Regions from separate parts of the Sus scrofa genome. Here region 1 is linked to region 2. A link is a contact called in public Hi-C data. All regions are on one chromosome and are shown on one strand. The core of a region is the stretch at or near the end of the contact, and the rest is flanking DNA. Distances in the headings are between cores, read along the strand shown. Region 1 overlaps CGNL1 (cingulin-like protein 1). Region 2 overlaps CGNL1 (cingulin-like protein 1).

Region 1 (5,090 bases), core at 821-3,320, 93 kb after region 2:
TCTGCTTGGCCGTCTCCTCATTGGTTTGCTGAGTGAGCTCTTGCTGACCTTTTAACAGATCCGGTGTGGCCTGGAACACAATGTCTGTTATTAGATCACAGGATGATGTTTTCAGCAAGAAGACAAAACTCTACAGCAGAAGCTTCCAAACACATTTCTACTTTCAAAAAACCATTCCTCAGGTAAGGATGCTCATTACAACTGGTTCCACCACTTAGTACCTCTGCAACCTTGGGCAAGTTGCTTAACTTTTCATCACCTCAATTTGCTTGCCTAGAAATAGAGGTTAACAGCACCTACCTTCATAGGGTTGGTGCGATCCTACAATATATAACAAATAGCACCTGGCACTTACCAGCCTTATTATCATGGTTATCATCATCATTATTTTTTATTGTTACTACCAAAACACTAAACGTACCACTTAAATAAATTCCATCACTTCAGGATAAACCTAAATTAGGATTAACCTAATTTCTCAGAACAGGAATTAACCCAGTCACTCAATGTCAAGAGAAAAATTAATACAGCTAGCAAACTTAAGCATGAAGCCTCTTCATTTTGGAAACAAATTTTGCATACATTCAGATTTCACACATACACAAAGAGAAAAATCAAGCCTCTTTACAGTGTTCGACAAGTTACTTTACAAACAAAAACGCAGTGGGAATCCAATGGTAGTTAGAAAACCAAAGCATTGGCAGTGTGGGTCATAATCTAAAGGGGAAAACTCTAAAAAATATATTGGAGGGGCAATTACTGATTCAAGAGGGAGAAGAGGTATTTCTACCGCCAGAATGTAGATCTCTGAGAAGGATAAAAAAGACTCCCACTCGTATTACCTGAGTATTTGAGGCAGAAGTAAATGTCTTCACCGAAATCCTCTTGGTACCTGAATCAGGGGAAGTTGCCAGCGGCCGACTCTGTAACATCAACGTGGCAGTGGCTGTTTTGATTTCCTCCTCCTTCTTATTCTGTGCTGGGAGGGAGGATGTGCGCACAGTCGGACTTTCCGGACCACCTCTGTTTTCTGGAACTTGTCCATCTTTGTTCTGTGGGGACAGCCCGGGCTGGGCCCCCTGCAGCCGAGCGAAGGCGCGGCCCATACCCTGCTTCCCCCGCTGCTCCTGCGCCTGCGCCCTGGGAGGACACACTTGCGAAGGGCGCAACAGGTGCTCGGTGGACTTGCCCAGGTTCCGGCTGAATTCACTGAGGTACTCTGAGTTCCCTTGGAGACCGAAAGGAAAGGCACTATCCACGCTGCGGGACCTCTTCCGGTCTTCTGGGTTGATCCTGTTTCGCTTCCCAGACCTGCCTCTTCTCTGCAGCCCAGATTTTTGGTCAAATTTTTCAATCAACTGATCGACACCAGGAATCGACCCCGTATCAATATCCCGCCCAGTTCCGGGCAAGAAGGGGATATACCTTCTGTTTTCATGACGATTCACATTGTCGGCATGGATGGCACATTCCTGATCGTCGAGTAAAAATCTGTACAAAGAGTTGGCCGAAGTGGGAGTTGTGGATGAGGAGGACGATCTCCGGGACCGGGCTCCATCCAGGACGGGTCCTGCCGAGTCCTGGCGCCGGAAGGGGAGCACGTCAGGCCTGGTTTTCTTGGCTTCCGGGTGGGTGTGCGGGCCGTGGGTGGGTAGAGGCCTCCCGCCAGGGGAAAGGGCCTCCTCTACCTCCTTGCTGCAGCTCTGCACATTCACGCACACCGAGGTCTGCTTCTTGGGGTCATCGATGACCACAGAGCTGCACAGTCGAATGGCCGTCACGCTGGATTTGGCTGGGTCTTCCAAGGGAGGGCTGGTCGGCTGCAGCCGGCTAGGTTTGGACAAGCAAGTCCAAGCCTTTTTATTGTTGGTCCCTTCTTCCGTTAAAGCTTTTAGCCAACTACTCTCAGGAGGCTGGTGATTTTGTAAGTGCCACTCATTCTTTTCAGGATCATAGGGCTGTAAAAGCTCTGGATGCCTCTGAAAGTTTAGCACCGGAGAGGGCTTCACTAGCTGCTCTTTGCGTTCCAGAACTCCATTCTTGCCCTCCAAGAGAGAGGATTGTTTCAGGTTTCTTACTGGGCTGGGTTGGGCGTATGGGTTTTCTGGGAGCTGCAGTTCTTCTGCACTGTTCTCCTCCAGCACAGACCCGTTGTTGGAATGGAGAGGCAGGTTGTTTATCATTGGAGGTGGAAATGAAGGCCCGTTTTCGGAAAGAGATGCGCCTGCCAGACACCGCTCTGTGTTATTGAGGACTATGTAGGGGTGGCCGTCGATCCCCTGTACCCGAATACTGACCCCGTAGGAGCCTGTCTTAGCGTGCTGGGAATTCCTTGGTTTTTTGCTTTCATCACTTGCAAGTCTCAGATGGACGCCGTATTCCTGCTGCACATGTTGATATTCACCAAAATACAGCTCCATGGTTCACTGTTCCCACTACCAAGGAAAGATGGGGTAAAAAGAGGGCATTAAGTTAGAATTACATCTATTTAAATGAGGATTATGAGGGAAAGTGTCAAAGTTCAAGAAAAACAAAACACTTCAAACAGCAAGGACACTTCAGAGCCAATTGCTCGTCCAAACAGGCCTTTCTGGATGCCCATGGGTCCACGTGACCAGGGTGTTTGTCAACACTGGGCTTGAACCCTGGCCTTAGGGTAGATAACTGGCAGCTGACCTGACACCTTTTGCAGAGCTTAATTATTCTGTTTCTAGCTGACGGGCTGTGCTGGTTGCCTTGTTTTTTCCTTAGTTGGTTTCCTCACACTTTATACTATTTATTTTTAACCAGTACGATGTTCCAGTTACCAGCATTTGAGAACAAGGTACTTTTCCATGAATTAATGAAGAGCTAAGGCTTTCTGATGTTCACCATTTTTCTTTTTTCCTATACTGTTAAATTTCCTGTCAAAACAACTCTGTCAGGCTTGTTTATGTGCAACCCTGTTTTGAAATTTTTATCATTATTTATTTGGATACACTGTGTAAAATTTTTACTTTAAGGCAGCAGTTGTTTGTGAGAGTGACAATGAGAGTCAACGATTAAAAATAATTTTCGGAGTTCCTGTCGTGGTGCAGCAGAAACAAATCTGACTAGGAACCATGAGGTTGCGGGTTTGATCCCTGGCCTCACTCAATGGGTTAAGAATCCAGAGCTGCTGTGAGCTATGGTGCAGGTCAAAGATGCGGCTCGGATCCCATGTTGCTGTGGCTCTGGTGTAGGCTGGTAGCTACAGCTCCTATTCGACCCCTAGCCTGGGAACCTCCACATGCCGCAGGTGCAGCCCTAAAAAGCAAATAATGTAATAATTTTCAATCTTTTTTAAACCAAAAAAGTCCAAGTAACATAAGGATCTGGAAAATGCCACTGAAAAACTGAAGACTTGGGGCTTTTTGTGACAGAGCCTAATGATAAGAATCACTACCTTCACCTTTCTGGTGTGTGGTCATCCTTGTCAGAAACTGCACGCACCTCACCAGGCAGGACACCCAAACCACCCACACTCTGACCAAAAACGTACTTCTGTCACTTAGAAAAACTCCAACAGCCATAGAGATGCAGGAACCAAAGACACAACTGGTCACAGAAAACAGCTATCTCATTTCTCTGTCAGTGGCCTTTTTGAGTGTTCTTTCTCTTCTGGAATCAATCTGGTAGCATATTTTCCAAGAAAATATTTTCACATTTATTTACACAAAGTTTTGCAAAGCATAAATCATTTCATCTCCTCTACATCTATTTCTCATTATCTAGTTTTATTTGTGCTCTTTTCACCTATTTTTTTTTCCCACTGTACAGCAAGGGGATGAAGTTATATACATTTTTTTCCCCCACCCTTTGTTCTGTTGCAACATGAGTATCTAGACAAAGTTCTCAATGCTACTCAGCAGGATCTCCTTGTAAATCTATTCTAAGTTGTGTCTGATAAGCCCAAGCTCCCGATCCCTCCCACTCCCTCCCTCTCCCATCAGGCAGCCACAAGTCTATTTTCCAAGTCCATGATTTTCTTTTCTGAGGAGATGTTCGTTTGTGCTGGATATTAGATTCCAGTTATAAGTGCTATCATATGGTATTTGTCTTTGTCTTTCTGGCTCATTTCACTCAGTATGAGAGTCTCTAGTTCCATCCATGTTGCTGCAAATGGCATTATGTCATTCTTTTTTATGGCTGAGTAGTATTCCATTGTGTATATATACCACATCTTCTGAATCCAATCATCTGTTGATGGACATTTGGGTTGTTTCCATGTCCTGGCTATTGTCTCTTCACCTATTTCTTGATTATGCAGGTAAAACATACATCTACATACTTTTTTAATTGAGCTAGTTCTTTAGGGTAACAACAATTTATCAATCATTTCTATTTTTAAAATTCTTATTGAGTTCTAGTTTGATCATTATTTCCTTCTGCTTTCCTTTATTACATTTCAAATTTCATTCATGCTTCACTTGTTTATTTTCATTCTTTAATTTTAGTCCATAAATTGTGCTATGTGACTGTGTCGGGAATTTGTTGGTTCCTACTAATGAACGGACCCAAAAATTTTCCCCCAGGGAGGTCCCATCGTGGCTCACTGGGTTGAGAACCCAACTAGGGAGTTCCTGTTGTGGTGCAGTGGAAACGAATCTGACTAGTATCCATAAGGATGTGGGTTTGATCCCTGGCCTCACTCAGTGGGTTGGGAATCCAGCGTTGCTGTGAGCAGTGGTGTAGGCCAGCAGCTGCAATTTGACCCCTAGCCCGGGAACTTTCTTATGACACAGTATGGCTCTATAAAGAAAAAAAAAAAATTCCCCCAGAGATAGGAAGTCCAGAGTTAGAAAAGATGCCAGGGTATTTTTGAGGAACACCTCTTTTATCTTTCTACTCTACTACCTTTAGCATGTATTAGACACCTTATGATTACAAGATAGCTGATCCAGCATGACATACATCAGGTTTATTAGGCCTAATAGGTCAACCTTTTTTTTTAATGTACATTTCAGTTTTTTTGGTTTTGTTTGTTTTTGTTTTTTTTTTTTTAGCTTTTTTAAGGTCACATCTGTGGCATAGGGAAGTTCCCAGGCTAGGGGTCCAATCGGAGCTGCAGC
Region 2 (5,714 bases), core at 1,050-3,549:
CTTTCAAAACCCTCAATACGCCTCTCCTATTTCTATCTTATGGAAACACAGGAGTCCATTCACTGCTCCTCAGAATATTAAATAGATCCTACCTCCCAATCCTTGTTCACTCCTTCCACTCCATCTAGGACTCCTTTTCCATTCCTTAGTCTAAATCTTACCCTTTCTTCAAAGCCAGCTCTGGACCACCCTGCCCCTGAGAACTCCCACAGTCACCCTTCCCCCCCTTAGCGGCCTGACTCCTTCACTTGGTGTTTAGGACCTGCTGCTCTTCCTTGAGACTCGTCCGCTGTTTAGGTATGCCTCTGCTTCTCACACAAACCACGGCACCTCAAGGATGGAGGCTACTTTGTTTAACTGCACAGCCTGACCCCAGGGCTATGCACACAGCCGGCGCCCACCATGCTGTGCAAACACTGCTAGACAGGACACTGCCTTGGGAGACACCCGAGCACCCTGGCTGCTACAAGGGGGACTTCAGGCCTTGGTTCTTTCATCCACTGCATGAAAAGTCTGGGGAAATGAACCCGGAGGTCCTTGCCAGATCTCAGATGCTGTAAATGGGGTAGGCCATTTGCTAAAATTGTCAGAAAACCTTTTTTTTTTTTTTTTAAGCTTTTTAACCTAAGCCCTATCACTAAGACTAGGAGAAAAATGGAGCTGTTTGGAGGAAGCAAGGATTCAGAAGAGGAGCTTGTGAGAATGGAGAGATTAAATACAGAAAAGCACTGTACCCTTTCACTTTTTAATTTAGAGAGACCATGGTCCAAAACAACATTCCCCGTGTCTTCCCCACTCAGTACAGTGAGCCAAGCATCCAGAGCCAATGATACACATCTGGCTGGAGATTACAGGCACTGTTTTCCTATTCTTTAGGAGACATCTCCTGCAAAGGAGGTGTTACAGGGCAGCATTTGAGGGGGTGGAGAAAAAGAGATCTCAGGTATAAAGGTTTCCTATTTCTTTGATTCTGGCACGAAGGCAGCAGGAATATATATCCCTTGAAGTTGAGCTAAGTGAATTGCACAGTTTCAGAATCAAGGTCCACCTGTCTACACCCAGAGCCCTTCCCTGGAGCCTTTAGCAAGAAATCCATCTCAGACTGACCTTGACTTTAAACGAGAAGTAAAATAGGTATTTGGTTGACCTGTTTCTCTACCCTTCCTGACAAACCTGGAGGCAGCACTGGCCAAAAGAGAGGCCCCAAGAGCTCCACCAGGAGACCTCGTTTTATTTCAAGGGTTTGTTTTATTTCATTGCTGTTTTAGTAATCCCTGTATCTGTCTGAACATGATGGTCAATTTCTCCACTTTTAACAGGCACCAGACTTTACAGCCCCAAACCTAGAGAATACAGTGAGAACAACAACAACAAAAAGACGAGGAAAAAAGAATGAAAATGGCAAAGAGGCTAGACATTTGTGGAAGCCATCTTTTCAGGCACACTAACTCAGACACAGGAAGAGAGTGGGGGCGTTAAAAGGTGACTCAGACCCTTAATTTTATAAAAGCTTCTCCTAGCATTTCAGTGTTAGAATTTAGAAAAGCGTCCAGAAATCTTCAGGAGCTACATGGGGTCACTGCCAAAGGGTTTGGGCCTGCAATGGGGACATGCTACCCAGTTAATGTCACTAATGTCACTGCTATCTAGTGATATGATACCCCATCTCCAGGATATGACTTAGGTACTCTGAACTTTTTTTTTTTTTTTTTTTTTTGTCTTTTGTCTTTCAGGGCCACATGTGCGGCATATGGAGGTTCCCAGGCTAGGGGTCTAATCAGAGCTGTTGCTGCCAGCCTATGCCACAGCCGAGCCACCTCTGCGACCTATACCACAGCTCACGGCAATGCCAGATCCTTAACCCACTGAGCAAGGCCAGGGATCGAACCCGCAACCTCACAGTTCCTAGTCAGATTCGTTTCCACTGAGCCTCGACAGGAACTCTTGACCTTTTTTTTAATTAAAAAATGGAAACAAAATTCCAAAACCTTGGGACTATACCAAGTGTAGTTTGGGAAATCATTCCCATTATGTACAATATGAGGATAGTGTGAACTGTCCCTGACCACCTCCGAGTGTTGCTCTAAGGATCAAATATAAGTGAAACTCCTTTCACTTAAAAACTGCAAAAAGCATTCCCTTGGAAGGTACGGTTATTGTACTGTGAATGCCTCATAGGTGGATGTATTGCTAATTCACTGGCAAAGTTCTTAAAGGAGACGGAGTCTTATCATGTACTCCCCATGGACTAACACAGCTACCAAACTCCACGCAACTGCTTGTTGAACTTGTGATTCTCAAAGCCCCGGCTCTAAAAGCCCTTTGCCCCTCGTGACTAACAGACTGTTATCCATTACCTGGAAACTCCCCCTCTACACACACTTGTTATGTATCACCCCTCTTTCTTAGTGGCTCACCCCACCCTCCATCATTTCCATAAGCCATGAACCCTCCCTCCCTCCTCTAGCTGAATCCTCATGTTTAACCTCTCACATTTTCTTTTTCATGCAGGATGATCCACTCACCATTCAATTACAGTACAGTACCTGTTCCCTGCTGCGAGCGATCCTCTCAGACAGCAAATCTGAGTTGTTCCTTTCTTCATCCAGCTCTAACTCAAGTTGAGACATCTTGTCCTAAGAAAGAAGTCACAAACACCGGTAACTTAACTTGCACTGACCAAGTTTTTAGAAGGACTGCCCCATGGAGGACAACCCCCAGGGCAGATGAGAGCTGTATACTGTGAATTAGAGTTTGGGAAAAGGAAGTGTCTTTTTCTCTTACTGTCCACAACACATTAAGTCCACACATAATTTGAACACATTGTAAAACTGTGTTTTATTGCCATTTTTCTTTTTTTTTTTTTTAGGGCTACACCTGTGATATATGGAAGTTCCCAGGCTAGGGGTTGAATCAGAGCTATAGCAGCTGGTCTACACCACAGCCACAGCAACACAGGATCCAAGCCACATCTGCCACCTACACCACAGCTCATGGCTTAATCCACTGAGCAAGGCCAGGGATTGAACCCACATCCTCATGGATACTAGTTGAAGTCATTTCCACTGAGCCACGATGGCAACTTCTTATTGTTTTTATAGTGTAAAATATAATTGTGCACCTATAAAATACATAAAGGAAAAAAATATTACCCCAAATGCTGATAGAAGCACTGAGGCTATTTTAACATCTTTCCTTCAGACTTTATCCTCCCCTTATGAATCAGTAATTTTACAAAGATCTACCGAAGCCTAGGAGGTATGTAAGTTAAAAGACAGTGTGGAAACCAAGACACAGCCCAGCACATTTCTTGAAATACTCTAACCTCGGAAGTGTCTTTCCTGCTCAGGGTTTCCAAGACCCTCAAAAGCACAGAGTGTATAACAGCCTTTTGCATCTGCCTTTTTCTTCTAGGAAATCTCGTATACTCAGCACCATGCAGCCCCAAATCCACATCAGAATAACATACAGACAGGGCTGGCCCATTCCTCTAAACCAGCCATCACAGAAGAAGCATCATCTCTAGCTTCCTTGCAGGCTCCTCATTTAACATCACTGGGTGTTAAGAGAAAGCTACTTCACAAACCACCCCACTGGAGGGTTACGGGGTTTGCACATGTGTTTCTCCTGTCACCAACCATGTGCCCTATGCCTGGATTTAGTCACAACCACGAGCCAGGCACACTAAAAAGCAATGAGCGTTGTGAGTTTTTATGTGAGCCTGCAGCATCTGTACATAAATAAATATTGTCTCTGCAATTGTCAAAGTTGGCTGTCTAGCCTACATATGCACCAAAAATAAAACTCACAGAACACGCAAATGACTTAGTGTCTCTAAGTGCCCTCCCTATTAATGAAATCTATCCAGAAAGCTCTCTCCCAGGAGCCAAAAGTCACAAAGACCAACTCAGAAGAGGAAGCCAGGTCCGGCACCAAACCTCCTATTTGTTCAGTGCTTCCTGACTTCTCCAAGGCCAGTGTCACTCGGCATTGCCAAGGATCCACAAGTGCTCCATTTACCTAAAACAGCCACTGAGTCTCTCAGTTTACAGACAATCCTCATTACTGAGAGAGCTCTTGAGTCTGACAATTAATTTGTTAAGTGCTACTGAAGGACCAAGCAAGGTATTAGTCACCACAAGACAGTCCTTCCAGCTGCCTCTTAGGGGAAGAAGTCCCCCCCCCCCGGCCACACACAAACACACACACACACACACAGTGGTAGGGTCTGGAGAGCTGTTCCTTTTTGTTCATTTTGTTCCTTTTTAATGGAGAAATAGCTAAAATATAGCACAGGGGCAGGTGAAGCTTAGCTACACCGCTGCTACTAGACCATGAGCTGGCAAAAGGAGATGTTCTTTTTAGTTCAGAATATTCTGGAAGATGAACTGACAGCCCAGTGTTTGACTATGAGCACCTCTGCACAGGGCTCTCTTCTTGCCTACAGTCTGGACTGTGCAGAACCCAACAGGAGCATTCACGGGGTCAGGCCAAGGGTCACTTCACCAATGGTTCTCATGTCACTGACTGACGAGGCTTTAGCTTGATTTTAACCAGTTTTTTGGGTCCTAGAATAACCATTTTCTAGTTACCTGGGTTAACCTTAGCTTGCCTTAAAACGACCCCCCCAATGAGATCAGAAACAGGACATTAGCAAAATATACAGCAATCTTGCCAAAAAAAAAAAAAAAAAAAAAAAAAAGATAAAACTGTAACCAGGTAATTCTAGCCTCTAAAAAGGGCCCATCTAATAAAATCTTTAAGGGCTGAAATATCACTTCCTAGATATAAACTGATACTAAGTCCCCTAGAGGTTTTAAAAGTTATTTCTATTTATTTGTCAAGTTGAATTGGGAATTCCACTGAGTTTAAATTCCAGCTATCTCCCCCTGGCCTTGAGCACTCTCTGACTTTTATCGAAACCTTGACAAAGTTAACATCTCCCAAAGACCCGAGGCTAATTTTTAAGTCTCTCTTTTCCTCTCTATTAACTCCACTGGGAGAGCCTCCTTGCCTGCCTGCTTGCATCTCTCACAAGTGTCCTATCTTAATAAATTTATTTCTTTTTATCAAAAGATAAAAATAAAAAAATAAACTCGCCAAAAAAAAAAAAAAAGGAGTTCCCGTAGTGGCTCAGCAGAAACGAATCTGACTAGCATCCATGAGGACTCGGGTTTGATACCTGGCTTGGCTCAATGGGTTAAGGGTCCAGCATTGCTGTGAGCTCCAGTGTAGGTTGCAGAAGGGGCTCAGATCTGATGTTGCTGTGGCATAGGCCGGCAGCTGAAGGTCTGATTAGACCCCTAGCCTAGGAATCTCATATGCCGTGGGTGTGGTCCTAAAAAGCAAAAAAAAAAAAAAAAAAAAAAAAAAAAAAAGACTTTACTAATGTCTGGCTGTTCAAGGGAATAAAAGCCAAAGACTTCCTGGAGTTCCCGTTGTGGCTCAGTAGGTTAGGATCCTGAGATAGTGTCTGCGAAGATGTGGGTTCCATCCCTGGCCTCGGTCAGTGGGTTAAGCCTCAGTCAGTCACAAGCTGCAGTGTAGGTCGAAGATGTGGCTTAGATATGGTATTGCTATGGCTCTGCCATAGCATTGGCAGCTGCAGCTCCAATGTGACCCCTAGACCAGGAACTTCCATATGCCACAGGTGCGGCCATGAAATTAATTAAAAAATAAATAAATAAATAAAGGCTGAGGTGTGCACAGAAAGG

The links. A called contact is a pair of places that touch in the nucleus more often than the background predicts.
Region 1: a contact with region 2 is called in a Hi-C map of liver, with 2.5 times the contacts expected there. The contact joins two enhancer-like sites. A contact is called at or near these places in 3 of 47 Hi-C or Micro-C datasets (epiblast stem cells, liver and mesenchymal stem cells).

What each region holds. Positions count from the first base shown.
Region 1 is chr1:114,532,286-114,537,375 of Sscrofa11.1, forward strand. CGNL1 (cingulin-like protein 1) reads right to left here. Exons shown (of 19, transcript XM_021094667.1): 2 at 843-2,435; 3 at 1-70. The coding sequence starts at 2,420. Among named protein-coding and RNA genes, the nearest start is that of CGNL1, 94 kb to the right of the region's middle. Within about 2 kb of position 2,071, at least 5 of the 83 cell types and tissues checked have an H3K27ac peak or open chromatin away from gene starts, as enhancers often do. A contact at or near this core is called in liver, where this site is marked.
Region 2 is chr1:114,438,927-114,444,640 of Sscrofa11.1, forward strand. CGNL1 (cingulin-like protein 1) reads right to left here. Exons shown (of 19, transcript XM_021094667.1): 14 at 2,547-2,636. Among named protein-coding and RNA genes, the nearest start is that of MYZAP, 55 kb to the left of the region's middle. Within about 2 kb of position 2,300, at least 6 of the 83 cell types and tissues checked have an H3K27ac peak or open chromatin away from gene starts, as enhancers often do. A contact at or near this core is called in liver, where this site is marked.